Linked DNA regions of Hordeum vulgare: region 1 is linked to region 2. Evidence: chromatin contacts called from public Hi-C data. All regions are on one chromosome and are shown on one strand. The core of a region is the stretch at or near the end of the contact, and the rest is flanking DNA. Distances in the headings are between cores, read along the strand shown. Region 1 holds the start of LOC123407782. Region 2 has its middle 150 kb from the start of LOC123407693.

Region 1 (7,384 bases), core at 578-3,077, 160 kb before region 2:
ATTTCATCATCAGTACCAGTACTTTGATCGCAATGTGGAGCTTCATCTAACACATCAATCTCTTTGGCCTCTTCATTGCCTCTATCATCCATGGTTCCCGCTTCACTAACCATATCATCTGCCTCCTCGGACAGTTCTGATGGAGGGCGAGAAGGGACTTTTACAATATCTGGTCTTCTAACTTCAATTGCTCTAGTAGCATTAACTGCTGCTTTCCTAGGTTTTGGTGATCTGTTCTGAGTGTTGTTTGGTGCTTTCTGTTGCACCTTGTTTTGAACTTGACGACTGGTGCTGCTTTTGGCCATGCGGGGGCTATTTTCTTTGGTCTCTTTTTTCAAGAGCTTCTTTGGAACTACTGAAGCTCTTTTCGCTCTATTATCTTCATTACCATGAGCCTCACTTTGTGATGAAACAGAAACTCTAGATGGTTCATAATCTGATCTAACTCCCTTCTCATCTCTCACTTCGCCATTCTCTTTGGCACCCATTTCAGGATACCTCTAATTTGCTAATCTGATTCCTGGAGAAATGATAGACACAAATAATTACATAACCACGTTTGCAAAGCAAGCCTATCCAAATAAGACTGAAAAATGAGAAAAATGTCCATGCCAGAAGAAAACTAATACATCATTCAAATTCAGGCATAAAGGAATTTAAAACAAACAGGTCGGAAGAAGAAAGGCTACAAAAAATGGTGGCTTATACTTGTTTGCAGTAGTAAGAATACACACCTCCAAGATGAGCCATCTAATTCAAAAAGGTGAAGAGGCAACTTTCTGAACCAAAATAAGCATTCTCATTTCCATATAGGATGTGATGTCAAAATCAAGGAAGGTGCCAACAGACTCCACTCTCCACTGATAAGAGACTTTAGGCGTCTCGTGCATCTTATATTTAACTTCATCTAAAAATTTGCTACTTGGTTATACTGAGAAGGATAGCGGGAGTACTTCACGTAAACTAGAATTCATCTTTCTTTCTTTTTAAATAAAAGTTAACAGAGCCAAATTCTCAAAAAAGATCTAAAAAATACGCTGCTTAACTACTTCACACGAAGTGGCATAGTAGATCAGCAAGTCTTAATCGTTGCCTAAAATTAACAATTATCACCAAGAACAACTCCAGTAATTGCTGCTGATGGGTTAATTGGATATCGAACATCTTAAATGAAGAAATTAGTACTACTGGACAATATTCCTCCATAAATGCAGATGGTAAATGATCGCCAACCAAACCGAACCGCCCCAACGGAATTCCTAATACTATTCAAGTCTGCAACCAACTTGCTGGTATCACAGCGAGAGCTCGCCGTGGACGACAAGGAAAAGGTAAGCAAGAGCGCACCGGCAAATCAAGTGCTCACGGGAACAACAGGGCTGCAAAACTCGTCAATGCGGATCGCAAACTACCACCAGTCCACCCCACGACCCCGAAATGCCTAATTCCCATCAGGAAGACAGGAATACAGTGTTGAAGGAAGCGAAACAATGCCGCTCAATCAGAGATCCCAGGCGCAAACAGAGCGATGGAACTACTCCCAGAAATCAATGATCCAGACAGAGAAATGAACTAAAAAATGAAGCAAATCCGGCGCAGAGCCACGCGGCTCACGAATCCCTCCGGAGATCCGGTGGGGGCATCGCGGAGCAGGGTTCCAGGCTCGGACGAGCGCAGCGGTCGAACGGAATAGAAAATCAACGCTCACCGACTCCGGCGCGACGGCAGGCGGCGGCGACCGCCCCGGCGTGGCGTTTCGCCGAGCCTCGCGGCTCAATGCGGGGAGCTGGCGCAGGAGAGGAGTTCGCGGCAGCTTCGGCCTTGCTCGAGGTGGGGGGTTCCCGCGTCCTGCGCCGCGCGCGACCGTCGGCGCGAGAGGCGACGCACGTCGCGCTCGTGGGTGAACTGGCGCTGCCGGTGCGGGCGTGGGAGTGGTGGGCGAAGTGGTCGTCGTGTAGAGAGAGGGGGGAGGAGGTGGAGTCGCTGCTTATATCGGCCGTCCAGTGTGCTTCCCTTTTCCGCTTGAGAAGCATCCGACACGGCCCGGATCCGGTCACCATTGGTGAGCGTAGCAACCGGCAAATGGTTTCTCTCTTCTTCTTTTTTTCCAAAGAAAAAAAGGAAACGTTTGGAACCGGCGTGCGACGACCGGTCGTACGCGAATCGTTGGATCGGGCGCGCGACGACCGGTCGTACGTGAATCGTTGGATCGGACGTGACCTGACGACCCAGCAACACCCTCCCACCTGAGATTCACATCTTCCTCGTTCCCTTTCCGCTTCGATCGGGAGCCATGGCCATGGGCGACCTCTCCTTACGCGTGCACCAGTCCATGCGAGCTCGCCGCCGCCCAGCCTATGCGTCTAGGGAGAGCTGCAACGACGGTCCGGTGGAGTTGCATGGTCACCACGGGCATCACGGTCATCATCATTTTTGTTACAACCGGTGTCAAATTTTGCTACAACCAATGTCGAAATTTGCCACAACCGGTGTCAAAATTTACTACAACCGACGCCGTATTTTGCTAACACCAGCGTCGCATTTTGCTACATCGTATATGGCGTCGCAATTTTTGCTATAACAGGTGTTTCATTTTGGTACAACCGACGACATAACGAGCTGCATCCCCTCTCTCAACTGCTCCATGGCTGGCAAAGTTGCGTCCATGGTCGAAGACGTAATTTTGCTACATGCTTCAACCGACATCAAAATTTTATACAACCAGCACCGCATTTTGCTTTCATCGGTGTCGCATTTTGCTACACCACACATGGCGTTGCGATTTTTGCTACAACCGGTGTTTCATTTTGCTACAAACGACGACATGGCGAGCTGCATCCCCTCTCTCAACCGCTTCATGGCGAGCGGTGGCGAGATTCAAGGCTCGCGGATAGCTCATCCATGACGGGGGAGGAAGGGGCGACGAGGACCGGCGGCGACCGACGAGAACCACACGGGGCACAAGCGGGTCAACCCGGCAAGCCGACGAGCTGCTCCGGTGAGCAGCGACGACGAGCCAGCGGGTTGAGCTGCAAGCAGGAGGCCAGAGGAGGAAGGGGCAATGATGCGTATAGGATTTTGCACGAGGAGGAAGAAGGAACGCGTGGGGAGGCTCAATCGGACCGCTAAGACAGAAAAGATCGAAAGGCTGGGGGCCGACCGGCCCAAAAAAGAATGGTCTCTCTCTTCTCATTTTATTTTTCGTATTGCAACGTTTTTGTTTAACAACTTTTGATTATTCATCCAATATCATGGCGGCATAAAATAAAACAAAAAACACACCCATGTGGGCATACAATATATGGATGATTATAAGCATTGGAACGAGCCAAAGATGTGTCGCTGTCATTATCCCTTCCTCACCGGAGTCGGTATTGTAATAGAAAATCCAGAAGTCGGTGTGCTAAGGTCGCAAAGGACCAGCTCGTCAAAAGAACAGTCGTCTTTGATGAGGAGAAGCATAGACCAAAAGAAGCCAACCTGTAGACACACAAACGCAGATGAACAAAGATCGGACGAAAGCAGACCACAAACACCGACTGAATCACGCTAGATCAACTGAACAGAAACACCGGTTGAATCCCACGAGATCCGCCGGAGACACACCTGCACCCGTCCTCCGACGATGCTGGACGCACCATCATGACGGGGCTAGGAAGGAAGAAGCCTTATTCCATCTTCACGGAGTCACCGCCGCCTTGCCTTCGTGAGCAAGACATATACCCTAATCAAACTCTGAAAAGTGTGTAAAACGAAGTAGTAGCCCTTCCACCGGCATGGGTCAAGATCCATTGCGCCCCCATGGCCCTCATGCCATAGAAGATGAGATAGATCGATCGACGTTAGCATCGGCGAGAGGCGACGAAACCCTTGTCGACGTGGAGGCGCTCGTGTGGAAGGGTGAAGGAGAAAAAATATTTCTCTTGTAGAAACTAGGGATGGAATTTTGAAGGAAAATAAACAGAAGGAGCTCCATGGTGAAATACACATACTGTGATGTTGAGTGTAGTAGAAACACGTGATGTAGAAAAAACATGCGGTGTAGTGAAATAATGTAATACACATGATTCATTGGAAACCATGACATAGTACTCCCTCCATCACATAGTTTAGAAGGCATGCACGTATATCTAGATCGTCAATTTAACTTATATAAAATATATTATTTAACATAAAAATTATATCATTAGAAAATATAACATCTAAAGTTGCTAATGATATATTTTTTGTAATATATGCCTCTCATTAAGTTGGTTAAATTGACGACCTAGGTACATGTGCCAGACTTGTAAACTGAGACGGGGGAGTAGGAAATTATGTACTCAAATATAAAAATATAATCATGCTTGAAACAAAAAATCCTTTTATTTCCTTGTCCAACATCCAAAATTATCTTATCAACTTTCCCTTCCTATAAGATTCACCATAATTTGATATATTACTCAATCATTTACATTTTGACGATTTCGAGAACAACGTCTCCGAGCTAATGTGGGATCCACTCAAGAGCTCATAGGTTTTAGGTAAATATCTAATGTGTTTTTTTCTATATTTCATTAGTAGTTCAAATTTCTATGGTTTGACCCTTACATTTTAGAGAGGGACATTTGATCTTTTGACCAAATTCATTGGAACTTTGGTAGTATGTGAGTTATTCTGTTTTACCTTGCTAGTTGATCATTTGCTCTTTTATTTATATTATCTAGATGTTGTGCCCATGATCAAAATTTTCCACCCAAATTGCATCCCATCTTCGTTCCTTGCCTTTCTCATGTTCGGGGAAGAGGGGTGTGTGGAGATGAACCGCATGCCACCCACCTGCGGTGTCGGTATTGCGTGTTAGCAACCTCAACTATGACCAATCCATGGATGCTTCGTCGTCAACGACTTGTGGCCACCTTGACACTACGATCAACTTGATGGTCTTCTCCGTGGCATTCAATGGAACACTTGTTGCGGCTAAGGAAAGCCTTGCTCATATGCTCGTCAGAGCCATTGCCCTTACTCTCCATAGAAACTATTTTGAAAAGTGGTATACTCCCTCTATTAAATTTTATAAGATGTTTAAACAATTCAGACAACGCCGAAAATAGTTTAATGTCAGTTGTCCAAAACGTCTTATCGAAAGAACGAAAGGAGTATTAGTCCTAGGAATTTTGGACTACCAATATCAAATATATCCTACAGAATATCTATAAGAATTTAGATTGGATTCTTGTAAACCATACATGTAAATTAATCTCAGACAATAGTTTCATAATTTACTGTCCTTTTGACTTTCAAAAGATGTTGTAATAGAAACTACACCCGAGCGAATTATCGTTATAGCTAGGTAGGAACGAACAAACGTTTTTGTTTGCTAAAAAACCCACTCCCGATGAATGCTCTAGAATTGTCATGCGAAAACATATAAATTTACCATAGTGCTATATAAGGATTTGCCATTTCTAAAGCCAAAATTGTCGTGTTGTACAAAAAGATTGTTATAAATTTGTCCTGCTGCACCATTGTAATTGTCATGCATTTTCGAAGATTTGCAATAATTGCAGCATGGAAGATTGTGAGCCTATTTTTCTTGTACAAATTGTCATGCTGGATGAAAGGAATTGCCACACTACATCCCCGGGCTGTCTTTATCTCGTAGTTCACTCAAAGGGTGCATTTAAAGCGAATGCATTAGGATTTGTGTGTGAGATCCAACGTGCATGAGTGCATTTGCTCTGAATGCTTATGAATGTGATGTTAGATTTTTAAAATAAGTCAGCTAGTTATGGACAATCTCGTCGCCTTACTCCTCCGAGACTTTCCTCCTGCGGTTCTCGTAGCCAAATCTAGTGGCCGCCTTGTTCCCACAGTTGGCTAGGATCTCCTCGGTTCCTCATTCATCGCCTTTTATCCCCATGACCTGTGTTGATGTGACCACCCTTGCTTGCAAAAGTTTGCTTTGCCGTTAATGTTGTACTCATGGATAACAGTCCTATGCCCCCATTCATGGCGCTTACTAGCCCTGTCTCAGGTCAGCTCATGCCTCCTCCTTCAAGTCCCAAGTGTTAGTGTGAGCCACATGATGCTCCCTGAAACCCTATGCCCCCACTAAGGAGTCGCGGCGACGCAGCTGGATCCAACCAGTACGATGTGTGGCACCTCGTCCGGCCACCGTACTAGTCGCGCGAAGGTCGCGCCACTCACTAGCATTCAAGATGCAAGGCAACGTCCTCTTATTCTCCCTGACCTAGAGGAACTTCGTCAATACGAGAGATCATGTCTACCATCACCTCCTCCTCAAAAGCCATTGTAAGGTTGATTGCAAAAATCCGTTCACCTATCTTTGTTCTTGCTAGATCTGGCACCAGGTGAGGGGATGCACCAACTCTCCATCACTCCCCAATCACCATCATCGCCCCTCCTATGTCTGCTCATGAAGTGTGTGGAACCTCCCTACGCCCCTTCCTGTGCAACTGCCCCCACCCATCGAACCGTGCATCATGTTGATAATCCCCAAGTGCAAGGAATCATCGTAGAACTTTCCAAAGATTGAAGTGGTGAATATGGAGTGTCAAACCCACAAGGAGCTAAAGGTAAGATCAATATTCTATCAAGTCCTATCCGCCATCGATGAGACTCTACATACACCGAACGTTTGCTTCTATCTAGCAACGAGAAATAAAACTGTGTTGTGGGCATAAAGAGGATACCTTTGCATGATATTGGATAACTAAAATATGAAAATAGTTGCTGCACTAAATAGAGTTAGAATATATTACAATATATTACAAATAGCGAGTGTGGAATAACGATGGTATGGAGTACGACATCATCTTAGGCAATTGATAACAAGATCGGTAATCATTCTTGCAATTTTATATGAGGGAGAGGCATGAGCTACATACTTTCCGTACTTGGATCATATGAACTTATGATTTGATTTGTAGCAAGCATCTGCAACTACTAGAAATCATTAAGGTAAACCCAACCATAGCATTAAACATCAAATCCCATTTACTCCCATACGCAAACAACCCCCTCACTCGGGTGTAAACTTTTTTCACTCTAGCCACCTACTATAAGAAAATCATAAACATATTGCAACACCCTCGAGCGTGAATCCTTCATGTGTGCGCCTCATGGAAGGCACCTTAGAACAACACCAAAAAAACATACACTCAAATCAATGAAGATCACCAATCAACCCAAAGGACAACATAACTCTACTCAAACATCATAGGATGACAACACAACATTGATTAATAATATGTGGCATGAAACACCATGTTCAAGTAGGGGATTATAGCGGGGTGCGGGAGAGTGGACCGGCATAGATAGATGAGGGAAGGTGATGGAGACGGTGACGTTGATGAAGACGATCACCGTTCCTCTGGCGGCA
Region 2 (7,385 bases), core at 4,411-6,910:
GGGAAGCGTTTAAGAAACTCGGTTGATGTAGTGGTACAGCTTTGTGATTAAAATCACCGTCGTCCCACGATCCATCCCACGATTCGTTCCGATCTAGCGCCGAACGGACGACACCTCCGCGTTCAACACACGTACAGCTCGATGACGATCTCGGCCTTCTTGATCTAGCAAGAAGGACGGAGAAGTAGATGAGTTCTCCTGCAGCGTGATGGCACTCCGATGGTGTTTATGATCTACTCCTGCAGGGCTCCGCCCGAGCTCCGCAGAAATCCGATCTAGAGGCAAAACTATGTGGAATAGGTTTGAGTTGCACGTGGCAAAGTTGTACCTCAAAAACCCTAAAACCACCAATATATATAGGAGGAGGTGAGGGGCTAGCCTTGGAGCACAAGGGCCCCAAGGGTGCGCCGGCCGAAGGGGGAGGAGGACTCCTCCGCCAATTCGGTTTGGGAAGGACGAGTCCTCCTCTTCCTTCCCACCCCCTCTTTCCTTTTTTTCTTTCTTTCCTCCGTCTTTTTCACTTGTCGCGCCATAGCCTTCAAGGGCTGATTCCACCAGCCCACTAAGGGCTGGTGCACCACCCTAAGGCCATGGGCTCACTCCCGGGTGGGTGGGCCCCTCCCGGTGAACACTCGGAACCCATTCGTCACTCCCAGTACACTACCGGAAATGCCCGAAACTTTGCGGTGACCAGACGAAACCATCCTATATATCAATCTTCGTTTTCGGACCATTCCGGAAACCCTCATGACATCCGTGATCTCATTCGGGACTCCTAACAACATTCGGTAACCACACATATAACTCAACTATACTAAAACATCATCGAACCTTAAGTGTGCAGACCCCGCGGGTTGGAGAACTATGTAGACATGACCCGAGACACTCCTCGGTCAATATCCAATAGCGGGACCTGGATGCCCATATTGGATCCTACATATTCTCCGAAGATCTTATCGGTTGAACCTCAGTGCCAAGGATTCATATAATCCTGTATGTCATTCCCTTTGTCCTTCGGTATGTTTCTTGCCCGAGATTCGATCGTCGGTATCCGCATACCTATTTCAATCTCGTTACCGGCAAGTCTCTTTACTCGTTCTGTAATACAAGATCACGTGACTTACACTTAGTCACATTGCTTGCAAGGCTTGTGTGTGATGTTGTATTACCGAGTGGGCCCCGAGATACCTCTCTGTCACACGGAGTGACAAATCCCAGTCTTGATCCATACTAACTCAACGGACACCTTCGGAGATACTTGTAGAGCACCTTTATAGTCACCCAGTTATGTTGCGACGTTTGATACACACAAGGTATTACTCTGGTGCCAGTGAGTTATATGATCTCATGGTCATAGGAATAAATATTTGACACGCAGAAAACAATAGCAACAAAATGACACGATCGCATGCTACGTTCATAGTTCGGGTCTAGTCCATCACATGATTCTCCTAATGATGTGATCCAGTTATCAAGTGACAACACTTGCATATAGTTAGAAAACCTTGACTATCCTTGATCAACTGGCTAGCCAACTAGAGGCTTGCTAAGGACATTGTTTTGTCTATGTATCCACACATGTATCTATGTTTTCATTCAATACAATTATAGCATGGATAATAAATGATTATCTTGAAACAGGAAATTTAGATGGCCTCTGTGACCGATTCCCCCTTCGGTAGGGCTCAATAATAGGTCTCGAGATGGCCTCCCGTTCGAACAAAGACTTGAAGTGGAGGAAAAAGTGTTTCCGGTGGCTCTCTGATGTTTTCCAAATATTTGAGAATTTATAGGGGTGGAATGAAGTCAGTCGGAGCCAAGGCAAGAGGGCGCGCCTACCCCCTAGGTGCTCCTTATTGCCTTGGCATCTCGTGGTGCATCGTCTGGTCTCCCTTTAAAGCTTCCAAGTCTTATTTTGGTCCAGAAAAATCATCAAAAAGTTTCATAGCATTTGGACTTCGTTTGGTACTAGTTTCGTGAAAAGCCAAGAATATACAAAAAAACAACAACTGACACTTGGCACTGAGTTAATAAGTTGGTTACCAAAAATGATATAAACACCATTTAAATGCATATAAAGCATACAAGATTGATAATATGATAGAATGGAACAATAAAAGAATTATAGATACGTTGGAGACGTGTAACGTAACGGTTGCGCGAGTCCATGGAGGGCTCCACACGCGAAGTGTCCCCGAAGAAGCAACATTGTGTATGACATCATGGCTTACATGCATGAAGGACTAGCCTCACTCGGGGTAGATCTTCATGAAGTAGAGGGTCTCCTTGCCCTTACAAACTTCTTGGTTCAACTCCACATGATTTGGAGGATCCCAAGTGACACCTAAGCAATCTAGGAGACACCACTCTCCAAAAGGTAATAGATGTTGTGTTGATGATGAACTCCTTCTATTGTGCTTGAAAAGATAGTATCCTCAACACTTGATCACCCTCTCACATAATTCGGCTTAGTAGAAGAGAAGGATTGGGTGGAAAGCAACTTGGGGAGGCTAGAAATCAAGGATCATATGGTTAGAGTGGAAGCCCTTGATCTCAACACAAGAGTAGGTGGTTCTCTATCAGAAAATGGAGATGGAAGGTGTATGCTTTGTACTGGTTGCTCTCTCTGAGAGTAGGTGATGGTGGACGGGCACGGGTATATATAGTCTTCACCAGAATTCCAACTATTACAAACATTAAGCACAACTTGCTGACACCAAAGTGAAATATCGGTGAGAATGAACAATGTAAAATATTCGAACTTTAGGATTTTCGGTGGGACCATATGAATGAACTTGGTGAGACCAATTCAAGATGACCTAAGAAGATTCCTTGTTTAGGTAATTTCGATCAGTTCATCTTGGTGATTTAAAAATGAATTCGAACGGGTACATAAACTTAGTCACCGCTCTTCGATAAGACCGAATGGAATTTCAGTTGTATCGAGTTGCTAGGGTTTGGCTTATGGCTTTGCCTTAGTTGCCTTGGTGGATTCGGATGTGGATGCTGCTTTGGTGGGACCGAGTTTGACTTAGGGTTTTGGGACAGATGGAATGTGGTAAAGTGGTTGAGGGTTTTTGGTGGCAAATCTCTAAGAACTTGAGCAATTGAGTCATCATGAAGACCTCAACCCCTCTTAATAGTATTAGCTTTCCTATAGACTCTGTGTGATCAATGATCACTCAACTGAAAGTAGAGTCTTGAAGCTTTTGCCAGTGTGTTCCCTTTGTAGCTTAAAGGGTCTACAATCACATGTCCTACCCATGCCAACATTGAAACTTTCCTGAAATGTATTTTAGGAAACTATTAATCTAATGATATGTATGTTGACATTAATTACCAAAACCACCAATGGAGAAGGTGTGCCTTCAATAATTTCATATATGTGCGCATCCTTACGAGACGCTTGCACCCCAACAAGACCGTGACACTTCTATTCAGACTTGACATAAAAAAAGCTTCGACTCGGTGCCATGAGATTTCCTCGTTAACTTGCTCTATCACCTCAGTTTCCCTCCTCGTTTTTGTGGGTGGGTTCGACCCTCCTATCTTCAACGTCATCATATATTCTACTCAATGGAATTCCTCATGCCCCATTCAAGTACATATGTGGTTTGAGGCAGGGCCCCGTCTCTCCCCTCTCCTCTTTGTGATTGCGATGGATCTCTTACATCACATCCACCCGAAGGTCACTACCCAGGGACGGCCTCGTCCTCTTGGAGATCATGCTAAGGTGATCTGAGATTCTCTATATGTCGACGACGCGACTGTTTTCGCTAGGGCGGGTGGTGTTGGTCAAGTCCGTCCTTACGACCATTGCCATCTATATATGACGAGCTAAGCCTTCCGGTTGACATTATGAACAAGACCGACTTACTTCAACGGGCTTATTTATGGGTTGGATGTGGCATGGTTACAGGAGGAAAATGCAAGGTTAATTGCGAAAGCATACAAGTCAAAGCTTCATGGTGGCCTTTGTATTCTAAGTCTGAAATGGTTTGCTTCTACGCTTCACATTCGCTAGCTTTAGGGCGAGTGGATCAACGCGGTCAAGCCATGGGTTGGCTTGGGGAACCCATGCGGCTGACATAATCGCGATACCTTTGTGAGTGCTACAAAGGTTGTGGTCGGCAATGATCTCCGGGCTACCTTTTGGGAGTCCGCATGTCTTGATGGGTTGCGACCCATGGACATTGCTCCAAAAAAATTTGACATGTCCAAAAGGAAGAAGTGCTCGATACAAAAAGTGATGCTCAACAACTTCTAGGTCTCCCAAGTGAACAGTAGTGAGGCTTCATAGTTGACCACCTTACCAAGGTTGTTACTCTCTCGGAGAAGCTCTCTCACGTCCATCTCAACCCAGGTATGACCGATACTATCTCTTGTAAGCTCACCAAGGACGACCACTACTCCACGGCGACGGCCTACAATGCATAATTTCTCTGATTAGTTGACACGGAAATGACTCTCAATGTCTAGAGGATTCGGCTCCCCTCGAAGGCAAGTTCTTTGGTTGGCTCATCGTTATCAACTGGATCTTGACAGTTGACAGACTACATCGGCGGGGATGGCCTAACTACAACATGTGCCCTATTTACCAGCAATTCCAGGAATCGATGGTTCATCTACTTCTCCAATGTCACTACATGGTCAATGTTTGGGGGCATGACCAAGACTTGGCTCGATCTCCATGATGTTCAACCTGAGGATCGGGGCATCGTGGACTCTGTGAAGGCGTGGTGGAGCACAAACGCGTCGAGGATGACACAATCGTGAAGGTCGCTCGATTCTCTTACGATGCTCGTCTCCACGGAAATTTGAAAAGAGCAGAATGCTAGGGTTTTTTCGCAACACCGCAGTGTCGGTTTGCGTTATCGTCTCTAGAATAAAAAAGGAGATGACGTTGTGGTGTCTTGCTAGAGCTAAGTATTTGCGTATTGTAACATCGTGAGAGTGATGTGTTCTAAGGTTTTTTACCAGGTGGGGGGGGGGGGGGGGGGATGAAAGCTTTTGGAGTTGGAACATGCATGAACAGCCGTAAAGAAAACAAGGATATCGGTGATCTGAGGTGGGTCCTCCTTCAATGATCAACACTCTCTTTTATGCGTTCGCTGACCCTTTATTCTGCACTGACCAGATGTGTATACGTCTACACGAGTCTAGCAGCAAAACTGGCAAGTATTACTATATCATACTACTCTTTTGAAGCAAGACGCATGTTTTTATTTATGCACCGGCCTAAAGACATTCTCTTTCATAACTTGCTCAGCAGATTCACCAACGCCGATCTACTTATACCATCCCAAAGTAGACAGATGGTCTTGTTTAGTCGTCGCCTCACGCATGGAACACATTTGTACACGTTCATGGACAACCACCCAAGGTACGGCGTTGACAGTGTCGAGCCTTGCGACGTCCGTTGTCCGCCAAGTACATTTTACTCCCTGCCAAAAGGAAAAGCTAGGTGGGGTTAACCTTGAATTCCCTCTCCAAGCTCTGAACGGCCGTGCCAAAGCTGGTGCTCTTGTACGTACCTCCAGCTCCAGGCCACGGTGTCTGTCATTGCCCCATGGGAGCAAGCCGACGGTACAGGGGACTACCTACGGCCCTGCCGGGTGGTTTCGCCGCTGGGCAACGCGGCGTTTCTCCATGTTCCATGTTACCCTACTTGTCCGTGCTCCAGACCCCCCTGTGCATGTCATGTGCATATTATATTGCGTGGCGCCCATGTAAAGAGCGAGCCTGCCGTCCCGATTGATTATTCCATCACGAAAAATAAAGGACGCACATATTCTCCACACTCGCACAAAAGAAGAAACCAGGCAGACGTGAGAAAGGAAAGCCTTTTCCGGCCTCCGATTTGTTAAAGGGCGGTGACCGGACCCTGGTGGCGAAGCTGTCGGTGGCCACCGACCGGCTCCGGTCACCACGGCGTATCCCAGAGTTTGGCGTATGCTACGGACGGCCCACGCCACGGTGAGTGGCGATGCTCGCCGCTCCGCCGCGTCGGGTGACACCTGCTGCTACGGAGTGTGTGCCACCTACTCGCAGCTGTATAGATACGGTATACGGCGCAAGTCAGCGACCCGTGTGGTGGTGGTACACAGGACGGTAGAAGGGAAATTCTGAATGCCTTACCTACGATCTTGTACAGCGTACTTGTCCTCGTGATTCGTGAATGTTTCTTTCTTAAAAATCAGATCTATTTTGTCAAAGCTTTATTTTTTAAAACACAATACATACGCTCATGCATACACACGTAAACTCATCACTACCTTGGAGAGACTAAGCTTTCGAGGTGAACGTCTTCTTCCACTAAATGTATATCACTCAAAACCTTTGATGGATTCGGGATACCATAATTCTCCTAACCATTCAACAACTTTGGTTTCATCTACTGCACAAGTTCATTGAAAGTACAAAACATCGTAAAATAAAAATTACATCGAGATTTCGAGATCATCGAACGACCACCACTCGCGCTAGAATGAGACGTCGGTGCGGTGCTATCGTTGAGGGAGTCCGGGACTAAGAGGTCCTTGGACCACCGGCCTATCTCCACGGGCCTGACCCATGAGCCACTTGGACACCGGTTGACATATACGAGGAATATTCAACAAGACTTGGTGATCAAGAAAGGACTCCTCACCGCCGACGTAGCCGATTAGGACTCTTGTTATCCCAGGCCTCCGGTGTGTTATATAAGCCGAGGTTAGGCTAGTTATTAGATAGATCATTGAGATTAAGCTCATTACTCCAAGGATTTAGACCACAACATACGATCTCGAGGTAGATTAACTCTCTCCTTGATAATTCATCATCAATATAAACAAGAGCAGGACGTAGTGTTTACCTCTTCGAGAGGGCCCGAACCTGGGTAAACATCGTCTTCCTTGTTTCTTGCCATCCATTAATCCAAGATCCATAGTTCGGACCCCCTATTCGAGATCAGCCGGTTTTGACACCGACATTGGTGCTTTCATTGAGAGTTCTGTTGTGGGACCGCCGAAGGATCGATGGCTCGTGTGTAGATTGCAGTTTTTTCTGGACAACAGAATTGTGTTCGTCGTCCCCGCCTACTTGACCGTCGTTTTAATGATTGCTTCGATGGAATTGTGCGTAACTGAATGTACAACCACCCTGCAAAATTGCGTCGCGTTCCGACGGAGGAATCTCCGGCGATCTCCAATATACTGGAGCCATGTCGATTTTGGAAGGGAATGTGGATGAATTTAGGGCGGGCTGTCCACCATCTAGCTCGGATGTCCGATGGAACCCTATATGGATCAGCCCTCAAAATTTCAGCTCGATCGGACCGTCCAAACTTCGGAAAACGTCCGATGAGTACCATGAATTTTGGATATGTTTTCTATGCAAAAACGAAT

The links. Hi-C and Micro-C count contacts between places; a contact is called where the count stands out from the background.
Region 1: a contact with region 2 is called in a Hi-C map of leaf, with 3 times the contacts expected there. The contact joins the promoter of LOC123407782 here to the enhancer-like site in region 2. A contact is called at or near these places in 1 of 6 Hi-C or Micro-C datasets (leaf) and 1 of 1 datasets of contacts at active chromatin or transcription factors (embryo).

Annotation. Positions count from the first base shown.
Region 1 is chr7H:171,604,826-171,612,209 of MorexV3_pseudomolecules_assembly, reverse strand. LOC123407782 reads right to left here and starts at 1,827. Exons shown (of 8, transcript XM_045100999.1): 1 at 1,709-1,827; 2 at 1-520. The coding sequence starts at 488.
Region 2 is chr7H:171,449,161-171,456,545 of MorexV3_pseudomolecules_assembly, reverse strand. No RefSeq gene overlaps it. Among protein-coding and RNA genes, the nearest start is that of LOC123407693, 150 kb to the right of the region's middle. Within about 2 kb of position 5,660, at least 3 of the 3 cell types and tissues checked have open chromatin away from gene starts, as enhancers often do. A contact at or near this core is called in leaf, where this site is marked.